3 separate regions of the Mus musculus genome follow, and regions 1 and 3 are each linked to region 2. The links are chromatin contacts, called in public HiChIP or PLAC-seq maps. All regions are on one chromosome and are shown on one strand. Each heading gives the region's core, a stretch centred on a gene start, on an enhancer-like site or on the middle of the called end of the contact. The rest is flanking DNA. Distances are from core to core; before and after follow the strand shown. Region 1 overlaps Dcaf5 (DDB1 and CUL4 associated factor 5). Region 2 overlaps Rad51b (RAD51 paralog B). Region 3 overlaps Actn1 (actinin, alpha 1).

The links. HiChIP or PLAC-seq counts read pairs in DNA pulled down with a chosen protein or histone mark.
Region 1: a contact with region 2 is called in a FOXA1 HiChIP or PLAC-seq map of pancreatic cancer cells. The contact joins two enhancer-like sites. A contact is called at or near these places in 3 of 115 datasets of contacts at active chromatin or transcription factors (extraembryonic endoderm stem cells, large pre-B cells and pancreatic cancer cells) and 1 of 9 other capture datasets (adipose tissue).
Region 3: a contact with region 2 is called in a FOXA1 HiChIP or PLAC-seq map of pancreatic cancer cells. The contact joins two enhancer-like sites.

Annotation. Positions count from the first base shown.
Region 1 is chr12:80,365,007-80,368,582 of GRCm38.p6, reverse strand. All of the region lies in intron 6 of Dcaf5 (DDB1 and CUL4 associated factor 5), which reads left to right. Among named protein-coding and RNA genes, the nearest start is that of Mir1843a, 25 kb to the left of the region's middle. Within about 2 kb of position 2,197, at least 158 of the 459 cell types and tissues checked have an H3K27ac peak or open chromatin away from gene starts, as enhancers often do. A contact at or near this core is called in adipose tissue and pancreatic cancer cells, where this site is marked.
Region 2 is chr12:79,598,932-79,602,232 of GRCm38.p6, reverse strand. All of the region lies in intron 7 of Rad51b (RAD51 paralog B), which reads right to left. Among named protein-coding and RNA genes, the nearest start is that of Gm36048, 200 kb to the left of the region's middle. Within about 2 kb of position 1,757, at least 157 of the 459 cell types and tissues checked have an H3K27ac peak or open chromatin away from gene starts, as enhancers often do. A contact at or near this core is called in adipose tissue and pancreatic cancer cells, where this site is marked.
Region 3 is chr12:80,214,943-80,218,444 of GRCm38.p6, reverse strand. The region is part of intron 1 of Actn1 (actinin, alpha 1); the gene reads left to right. Among named protein-coding and RNA genes, the nearest start is that of Actn1, 44 kb to the left of the region's middle. Within about 2 kb of position 1,929, at least 95 of the 459 cell types and tissues checked have an H3K27ac peak or open chromatin away from gene starts, as enhancers often do. A contact at or near this core is called in pancreatic cancer cells, where this site is marked.

The DNA.
Region 1 (3,576 bases), core at 948-3,447, 770 kb before region 2:
TTTTCCTTTTTAATTTGAAAAAGAGAAATGAAGAAATGGGCAGAAGTTGTTGGCGCGAACATTGCTTTTTATCATAGCACCAGAAAGTAGAGTATGGCCTAAATCACTGTTGCCTTATAGGTTAGCACACTTACAGTGTATCAGGGCAAGCAAGCCCACGCAGCTCCCTGTGTGGTCCTCTTTTTTATGACACCCATTGTGAAGGAGTGATTGTTGAGCCCTTGTACTTGATCAAGTTAGTATTTGTGTACTGACGTGGATTAGGTTAAACTTCCCTGTGAGCAGTGAAATGAGTCATTGTGGAGACAACAGCTAAGCTTTGATACTAGCTGGAAAAAGATTGTGGAGAATACAGACTGTACAACCCATGCTCGGTTTTGTATTGTTATCTTTCTAGCCCAAAGCCAGACAAAGTATGTCTCCTTTGCCCCAAGGTAGTATATGGTTCTCCTTTTCCTCAGTTCTAAGTATTTGGGAGAAATGGAGACACTGTTGCCTATGTATTGTATTTGAAATAGTCTCCCTCTGGCATCTCCCTGTTCTATTCTACCTTATAAGGTAAAGGCTCCTAAGAACTGAGATTTGAGGGGAGGGGGGTTGTTTGCTTTGAGAAAGGGTCTCTCTATGTAGCCCAGGCTGGCCTCAAACTCACAGAGATCTGCTACCTCTGCCTCCTGATTTCTGGGATTAAATGGACCCAGTTTCAACACCCCCAATACACACACCATCTGGGACCCATGCAGAACACTGGATCATGGTGGCCCAGTCTTGTAATCCCAGTGATTAGGAAAGAAAGAGAAACCAATACAGACAGACAGACAGACAGACAGAGAGAGATTACACCTCTGCTTTATGAAGTTCAGCTTTATGGTTTAGTACAAGTGATTATGAATGTTAATGAGAGCATGGACTGTAGATTTCTCTTGGGAGTGATTGGCATTAGAGCTCTTCTGTCTCTGTTTCTACAGCAGAAATCTTTCAGAGAGCACACCAGGACTTCAGTGCCGTGAGCACTGACCATTGCCAGGCCTCACTAAGTCTGATGTTTCATCCAGCCCAGACCTAGGAGGCAACCTTAGGAAAGGAAGCTCTACTCCCAGTGGTGAGGTTAAATGTGTCACTACCTCAGGGCCCACTTGAGATAATCTTCTACACACATTGAAAAAAGTGGAGCCTAATGACAAAGGCCTGTGGTGGCAAGTTCAAGGTCAGACCGGCAAGCTAGTAAGACACAGTCTCAGAACAAGTTTTAAAAGGTCAGGAGGAAGGCCCCTTGGTCTTGCAAACTTTATATGCCTCAGAACAGGGGAACGCCAGGGCCAAGAAGTTGGGGCGGGGAGGGCATGGGGGACTTTTGGGATAGCATTGGAAATGTAAATGAAGAAAATACCTAATAAATTTTTTAAAAAATGGAAAAAAAAGAAAAGGTCAGGAGGAGTACAGTTGAGGGGGTTTCCTGCCCAGCATGAGTGGAGCCTCAGGCTCATTGGCTACCTAATTTGTTATGCTTTTTACTTTGTTTTGTGATGTGCTGTGACTTTGTAGTCCAGGCTGTCCTAGAACTCTTTATAGTTTAAGCTAGGCTCTTCCTCACTTGGCCTCTTGCCTCAAAGCCGTCTGAATACTTGGATTACAGGTTTCAGCCATTACACAGAGTTTGCTGCTTTATATTTTAAATATCCCAGAATTCTCTGTCCCTTTTTGGAATAGTCTTCTCCCAGATAACCACATAATTTGCTCCCTCATTTCCTTCAGGGCTTTGCTCACAGTGCCATTTTATCAGAGAAGTCTTCTGTGGCCACCTTACATAAATGGAAACCACCTACCCCGGCTACCTCAGCTTCTTATCTAGATGGTTCCCTGTTCTTTTAATGCTTGCCCCCACTGGGAACGTCACGTATATATTTCTTGTTTCTTGTTCCTAACATTGTTCCCCTTTCCCACATTATATGTGTATAATTTTACCCGACTCAATAAAAGATGATTGTCCCGTGAGAGCAGAGACAGCGTTGCTTTCTCTTCGCCATTTCTCTTTCCTTCCCTAGAATAGTGCTCAATACATAGTAGACACTCAATAAATATTTGTTTAAAGAATAAAAGAATGAACTCATTTTATTTTCAGGCTCTCACAGTTAACAGTATCCCAGGCAGCCAACTGTTAATGTTGGCAAGAATCCAACAGCCAACCACTAAATGCCATAACTGAATTCTTCAGGGCAGCTTGTAATTCCAGTGTTGGTGTGAGCACTTACAGAGTCTGGCTAGATGTCAGTGGGTGGAGACACCCCACCCCCACCACCCCGGAAATGATCAGTCCTGGTAGATGGAAGAGTTTTAAGGAGAAGAACTATCAGAACTTGCTTTACCCCCAAAAGCATTGAAAGCATTCCAAGCATTTTCTGTGTGTTTGAGGAGCTATATCAGAACCAGCAGACTTAACTCTGGGAATGTTTTCTTCCTTCTAAGGCTGTCTTCTGAGTCAGCGTTCTGTCTGGACAGCTGGCCCCTTTAACGGTCCTGGGCTCTGCCCCAGTGAGTACTAAGCAATTAGGAAAATACTGATCTTTCAGTAAAGTAAGACTTCTGATGAGTATAGCCTTGTGGTATTGTTTTTAGTATGCATTTTTTGTTTATTTCGGTTGGTGAGGTTCAGAGAGGGAGGGAAGCAGGAATTTGATGTTAGGTTCATGGCTTCTTTTAAAGAAAACAAGAAAGAATGAGGTATGGACTAGCGAGTTTTGTTCTATGCATGCATGCATGCATGCATAAATACATACATGCATACATGCGTGTAATTAGTAGATGATTCTTTTGTGTTCTGGCTCCCTCCCTCTGCCGTACTAGAGGTTCAGTTTTCAGATGTAGCTAATTCTTTGGAAATGCAGTTCGCAGCAGAGCAGGGTAGTGTGGAAGACAAGGACTGCCTATGGCTACCAGCCCTTGAGTTTGCCCTTGAGAGGGGAGCCATAGAGCACAGACATCCTCATTCTTATGTCAGGACAGGAAGCTGGGCTGCTCACAGGCCCACTCACAGCAGTCTTTGGTTGTGGGCTGTTCCTGTGCAGCATTCACTTCTTGGAGCAACTTGCAAACATGCTCTGGAGAGGGAGAGCCTTTGTCAGAGATAGGGAGGCTAGCAGTAGGCAGCCAGGCAGAAGGTGGCCCAAGGGCGGGGAGCTACAGCGTCTGTCAACATCTGGAAATAAGTGTGTGCTCAAGGTGCTGTTTGTCACTGTTTGCTCATAACACAATGTATTTGTGAGTCTAATTAGTTAGGTTAGACCTAGCAATAATGATTTGAAGCTGCCACATAGAAAGACATCACTTACGTCCTTGTCATGGTTGGGTTGGAGGTAGCCTGCTGCTCCAGGATGTTAGGGAGATACAGAGAACCTTAGGATACTTGACCTCAAAGATCTCTATGAAGGGCCTAAGTTTTATTTTCTACACTTTTAAAAATTGTGACACAGCCGGGCGTGCACTTGAGAGGCAGAGGCAGGCGGATTTCTGAGTTCGAGGCCAGCCTGGTCTACAGAGTGAGTTCCAGGACAGCCAGGGCTACACAGAGAAACCCTG
Region 2 (3,301 bases), core at 508-3,007:
ACAAAGGCCGTTAGTCATGTGTAGGGAAAGAACAGGATCCAAAGGTATAAAGTAAAAAGTATCCCCATTTGCACTTCCCCAAACTCTCCCACAGCATGAAGGGCCCTTGATAGCAGTCTTACTGATTATAATCTGCGGTCTTAGGTGGCTTTATGCTCTGTTGTCCGATCAAGCTGTCCTGGTTCACGTGTTTTAGGGATTTCATTCTCTTGATCTTGGTATGGTTACCAAGGGGACCTCAATGTCTTCTCTTGAATCTGTGCCATCATTTAAACTGAACGTGTTACCAAGTGATCTCAACACACTCTCTGTGACTGTTTCCTTCAGGATTTTTTTGTTGATGGCATTTAGCTTCACCTAGGCACCGCATCCTTAACCCAGGGATTACCCAAACATCATGGTCTGTTCTCAATTCCCCACTGCAGTCTCCCCTCTGTACTTTCTGAATCCGTGTTGGATCTTGTTCTCCTTTCCCACTGCTGCTACCCCTCAGGGGACACACAGACGCTTTCTGTCTGGCCTCTGCTCCCCTTTAGACCTATTCCACATTATCTTCAGAGTTCTTTTTCTGAAACATAATCCAATAAAGTTGTTGTCTTTCTTTTAAACTACCATGAGCTCTTCTGCAACTCTGAGTATTCTACCCAAGGCCCATCACCATCTCCGTTTAATTTAACCCACTCAGCTCCCCACCATGACTCTACGATTATTTTTCTATTTCCAGCATGCTATGCCATTTCAAACATTTCAGCATTCATACAAACCATTCCCTATGATGGTGCTGTTCCTTCCAACCTTAACACTCGGAAAATTCAGATTTTTCATAAATTCCCAATTCTACTGTCTCCTTTTCTTTGCAGAAATAGTTGTTTCATGCTCTGTGTTTCTCCATGTGTTTTGTTTGCTTAGTTAAAAGGCACTAGCACAGTGTATGTCCTCAGGTCTGAGGTGGCATCTTAGGATTTACAATTTTCTCTCTGATGACTAGTACACTCAGGTGCGTAATAAGCGTCTATGAACTCAATGAATAAGCCCAGAGATTAATGTGTTACAAAAGCAAAGAAGCAGACATTCCAGTATGACTCAATATAATCATAAACTAAAACAATTTATTTTTTAAAATATAAGCTTCATGGTGGGGAATATTAGCCAGACCAAATAATATAATCATTATGTATGGCCTTGGCTAAGATGATCAAAATTGACCTTTCAGTGCTGTAAACTTGTCTCTTGGTAAAAGCACACAGTGCCTGATAAATAATAAACACTGTATATGTGTTTGACATTGTCGGTGTTAGAGGCTTATACATGGGTCCACAGTCCATCTGCATAGATACAAATGGAATCCTAATTCTAAGTTACTAGCCTATAATAACTTACCTTAACATTAAGAAATGAATGCTCGCATACCCAAGTTTGCTAATGCACACAGAAATATTCTGCTTTAAACACATGGAACGAGCCAATGGCCTTTGGCCCCAAACCATACATAGCACTGGAGGATGGTAGGCCGAAAGACTTTTGGCGATTTCTTCTAGGTTTTTGTATAGACTAACATCAAGCCAATTTATCTGACCTCCCTGATCCACCCAGCCCATCTAGTACCTTTAGCTATTTTTTTCTAGAAGCCTGAATGAGTCAGAACAAGAAAATGATTAATCAACTTGGAGAGCTTTGAAAGCTGGAACAGAGCCCTGCTGTGAGTAAAGCCTCGGAGCTGTGGGACTGTAGCAGTTGGAAAGTTAGGGGATTTCCATGGTTGGAAACATTTGGCCGGCTCGCCGTGCTCCTCTGACCTTGCAATAAGACAGAGCAGGCCTAGCCGGGTGATTTACCTCTGACAATATCCCATGTCTGCTGCCTTTGGCTATGTGCTCTGACTTGACAAAATCAAAGTAATTCCCCCTGAGCCTTATGATTTTGGATCTGGCTCAGAAAATCCCCTCTGCTTTTTTTCTCTCAGTGGATAGTATTCTCAGTCCCTGGCTTCACTTTTAACTGTGAGGTTGAAATTAGACGTACACACACTGTGCTTGGCCATCAGTCGGGGTGTGTGTACGTGTGTGTGTTTGTGTGGGGCGGTTCTCTTCTTCTGTCAGGACAGGTTGGTTTCACAACTCAGGAAATACAGCACCATCTTGCTTTTCTTCTCTTTTCCTTCCCTTCCCTTCCCTTCCCTTACCTTCCCTTCCCTTCCCTTCCCTTCCCTTCCCTTCCCTTCCCTTCCCTTCCCTTCTTCCCTTCCCTTCCCTTCCCTTCCCTTCCCTTCCCTTCCCTTCCCTTCCCTTCCCTTCCCTTCCCTTCCCTTCCCTTCCCTTTCCTCCCTCCCTCTCTTCCTCCCTCCCTTTCCCTTCTCTCTTTTTGCCAGTTGTTACATAGCAGGCACAACTTAAAATCACTTTTCCAGTTGAAGTTTTGAATTATTTTCTGGTTCCCTGCTACATCTATTCAAATTCTCCCAAATGTTTTACTGGGGCCTTAATTTCTGTTTTACGATTTTGGTTTTTTTTGAAGATACTATTCTGGTATCATTAACTTTTAGATGCTTAATGTGCTGCAGATAGTGTGTCTGAGCAGGGCAAGTGTGCTTTCCGGTTTCTCTCTTACCTGCAATGCTACACTGGGGTAGGGCCTAGTGGCTTTCTCATGTGTGTGTCTTCAATACTCACATCTCATCTCAGCCTCCATTTCACTGCCTCTCCACATTATCTCCTTTCTTTTGTTTAAACAGATGAATCGCTGGGGTTTTTATTTCCAGATCTTTCTGCCCTATCAAGGCATCGATGATGTTTACTGTGAGTGTGCTATCAATAGTGTGTCAGTAAGATGTTCTAGACTTGATTATTTCTTGGTCTTGTGTGTCTGTTTCTCTCTTTAATGTCATTCATTTCTCTTATACAACTTCTTAGGCTCTCATCCACTAACACAACAACAATAACCCCAAAAGATTTAGGCAAAAATTTCTGCTTAATTCTCTTACTTATCAGAAAAGATTCAGGTTCTTTCCCCAAAGCAGCAAACACTGTCATGTATCTCACATAGTCACATAAACACACACATGCCACCGTTCACTGCAAGGGCTCTTAGCCATTGATTTATAGGTCACAAGGACCTTGTTGAGCAATGGCAGCTGCTGATTTTCATTGCATTGGCATGGAGGTGGCCTGGGAATTTTCCTTTTGGCACACAGGTCAGTAAACACACTGGGGATTTGCAGTAAAGAAATAAGGAGCTTGGTGTGGGGGGGGGGTGGGGGGGATGGTATGCTGGTGGCTTAGAGGAGGAAAAAGAAAGGGAACTT
Region 3 (3,502 bases), core at 680-3,179, 620 kb before region 2:
TGGCAGACCGCCCTTAATAAGCTAACCAGACACTCCTGTTGACATTACCAGCACACCAGGCATCTGAGATCTCTCTGGACAGGTCTCTGCTTAGAAAAACTACCTAGAACACGTGCCCTGGCCAAACTGGCCGCATGTGGGTGGACTCTGAGGGACTCTGGGGAGTGACCATCCCCATGTCAGCTGGCAGGTGGAGCAGGGAACTTAAACCCAAGCACACCAGGAACTCTGGCCACAGCTGGGGTCTGGCTCTGTCCAGTATCCATGGCATCTCAACTAGCATGGTGCTTGCTGGTGGAATTGAAAGACTATAGTGTCCAGTGAGGGTTCGTTTGTTTGTTGGTTTTGCCTGGACCTGCTGGCTCTGCTCCTGGGAAGGAAGATCCCAGGAGAGGAGCCAGTTTGTATAGGAAGTCCCAGACCAACCTCAAGAGGCTTAATTTCTCCTTTGGGGGTTCTGGGACCATGTGGCTAAGGGGCTATCCTTTGACTCTCCCCACAATTAATCATTGTAGACTTAGCTGTGGGGGAAATGTGTTCCAGATGCCAGATTGTCCTCTGTCCCTGTGTCTAGTTCTGCCTTTTCTTAAAGGGTTTCACCTCTTACTTATTAAGGGAATGTTTTTAGAGCTTTCTGTCTCTCTCATACGTAGGCTTTTTGTTTTATTTTGAGTCAGGGTTTCTCTATGTAACCCTGGATATCCTGGTACCCCTAGTCATGCTGGCCTTGAATTCACAGAGATCTGCCTGCCTCTGCCTCCCGTGTGCTGTGATCAAAGACGTGTGCCCACTGCACGGCTGTCATATTCTCTCTGTGTATGTATGCATGCATGTATTTAGGAGGCAGGATCACATATAGTCCAGGCCATCTCCAACTTAACTGTGTAACTGAGGAAGACCTTGCACTGATCCTCCAGTCTCTAGTCGTGGGGTTATAAGCCTAAGTCACCCTCTCCAGCCTCCATTTGTTTAAATGTGAGAGAGTTTTCCCTCTATCATGGAAGCCATCAGTAATACAGTAATAGCCTAGACACTCTCTTCCACCAAATGATCCCAGAGAAACAGGAAGTCTCTTCCGTCTCTTCCCAGAAGCTTATGATAATGTTGTAATTTACACACTTCAGCCAGACTCTCTTTACATTTGGATGGGTTTTTAAATAGATAATGACAGCGTGTGGTGTAACATTCAAAAGAAAACAAAAGGATGCTCTGCAGAAAGCAAACAGCTCTCCCTCCCCAGTTCCAAACCTCTCTTCCTCCACCCTAGAGCCAGCCACGGTTCCCATGGCCTCCTGGGTCCTCCAGGCAGAGTCCAGCTTCAAGCTTTGATTTGGTTGGTTTTGTTTTTCATTTTCTTGAGAGAGGGTCTCACTATATCATCAAAGCTAATCTCAAAACTGAGGATTCTCTTTCCCCAGCCTCGGGAGTGCTGGGATTAGAGGCATGTCCCACCAGTGTTCCCTGGACACCAAGGTTTAGCCCGTCCAGTACACTAGTTACAGTTATTTGCTGGGCCAGGAGGGTCAGGGAGCTGCAGTCTTGAGACCAAAACATTGGTCATGTTTTGAGTCCCTTGAGGTTAAACCACCAGTCTCTGTGGAATTTACTGGAAAGAAACTACAGAGAAACAAAAGATTGTTACCAAGTGTTCTATTCAGCTGAGTTGTCCAAGCACCAGATGGATGATGGGATTTCTGGGCTGAGAGAGGTTAGCTTATCAGAGGTCACGTGCCTAGCTGAGCCAGGGCAGGCCCATGCTTCCTGACTGACAGGAACAATAGCTTCCCTGAAGTGAGCCAGGACTGCTAACCTTGGTTCCAAGAGACAAAGCTGTGTCCAGGAGAGGTGTGGCCGGCAGGTGAAACCTAGGCCTGTGGTAGGCTGCTGCTGTTCTGTTCCTGCCTAGCCCGGTCTCATTTGGCTGTAGAGCATTGTTTACTCTGTCCTGGTGTCACTGGGAGCCTCTCTGGTCAGGTCACTTGAGCGTGGACAGCCTGGATTGTGGATGGGGAAATAAATGTCTAAAAGAAGAGGCTTGCCGTGGGAGAAGGCAGAGAGTGTAACCAGCCAACTGTATTTATAGGCAGTCGGGCCAGGAGAGCAGCTAAGGATCCTGGGAACTTCAGTTCCTGGAGCACCAAGTGTGTTTGCATTTGGACACATTTGGTCTTAGTCATTTGTCATGTCTGTGTGATTGCACACAGCTCTAACCCTGTGTTTATAAGCAGTAGTGCATGCTATCTTGTTTCAGACTTCTTTGTTAATTACACATTCTTATGCTCACGTTATTTCAGAACCTATCATATTAATCATCTACTATGTGGGCACATATGGTGATTTACTTAACTATGTGCCTTATTATTACAATTTGGTGTCTTCCTGGTTTTCTCCACCTCAGTTAGGCTAAGGAGCAAGTTTTCATGCATAACACCTCTTCTTTCTTTCTTTCTCTTTATCTATTTATCTATTTCATTTATATGAGTACACTGTAGCTGTCTTCAGACACACCAGAAGAGGGCATCAGATCCCATTACAGATGGTTGTGAGCCACCATGTGGGTGCTGGGAATTGAACTCAGGACCTCTGGAAGAGCAAGCAGCCAATGCTCTTAACCGCTAAGCCATCTCTCCAGCCCCTAGGCCTTTTCTTTATTTGGCATTTTATACCCAGGATAGAGTCTTCGAATTGGGGTGTATAGTTCAGGCCTGTTGTGGTTCACATTGGCAAGCTGATTTCCTCTAGAGTTGTAACCAGTCAGCCTGCACACAGTTGTATGGGGGGTGGGGGTGGGGGACTGCCTCGCACACCCTCTGACAACTGGAATTAGCAGGAACTCGTTTTGCAAATATAATTGCTTTCCATTGCTGTGATAAGCACCAGGACCATGAGGAACTTGGGGAGGAAAGGATTTATTCTGCTTCCACGTCCCGATCACAGTTCATCAGTGAGGGAAAGCAGGGCAGGAGCCAAGGAAGATGGCCTCTCATTGGCTTTCTAAGGCTCACGGTCAGCTACCTTTTTTTATATGTCCAAGGGCTGCCTGCCCAGAGGTGGCACTGCCACAGTGAGCTGCCTTCCCACCCCATCAATCAATAGTTTAGAAAAGGCCCCCATAGATCTGCCTGCAGGGTAACGGGATGGAGGCAGAGCCTCAGTTGAGCTTCTCTCTTGCCAGATGATCCTACCTTGCGTCAGGCTGATCAGCTAATCGGCACAGTGAGCTCACCTGTTGTTTTAATTCACAGGGCATGACAGGATGTGTATAGCCATCTAATGTCCTTTGTGAGACACATGGGCTGTTGATCAGTTCCAGCTGAGGAGTCGTCTCTCTGCCTCACAGAATGTCAGCCCTCTCCTCTACCTTTGATAGAAATGCCCACAGCTCTTGCTACTAGATTCTCAAATGGCTGATGTCACTCACCAGTGTTCTTTAGGAGTGGTAGACACAGGTATTACTTGGTGCTTACCAAATGCACCACATATTGTGTTTGTATATAACATG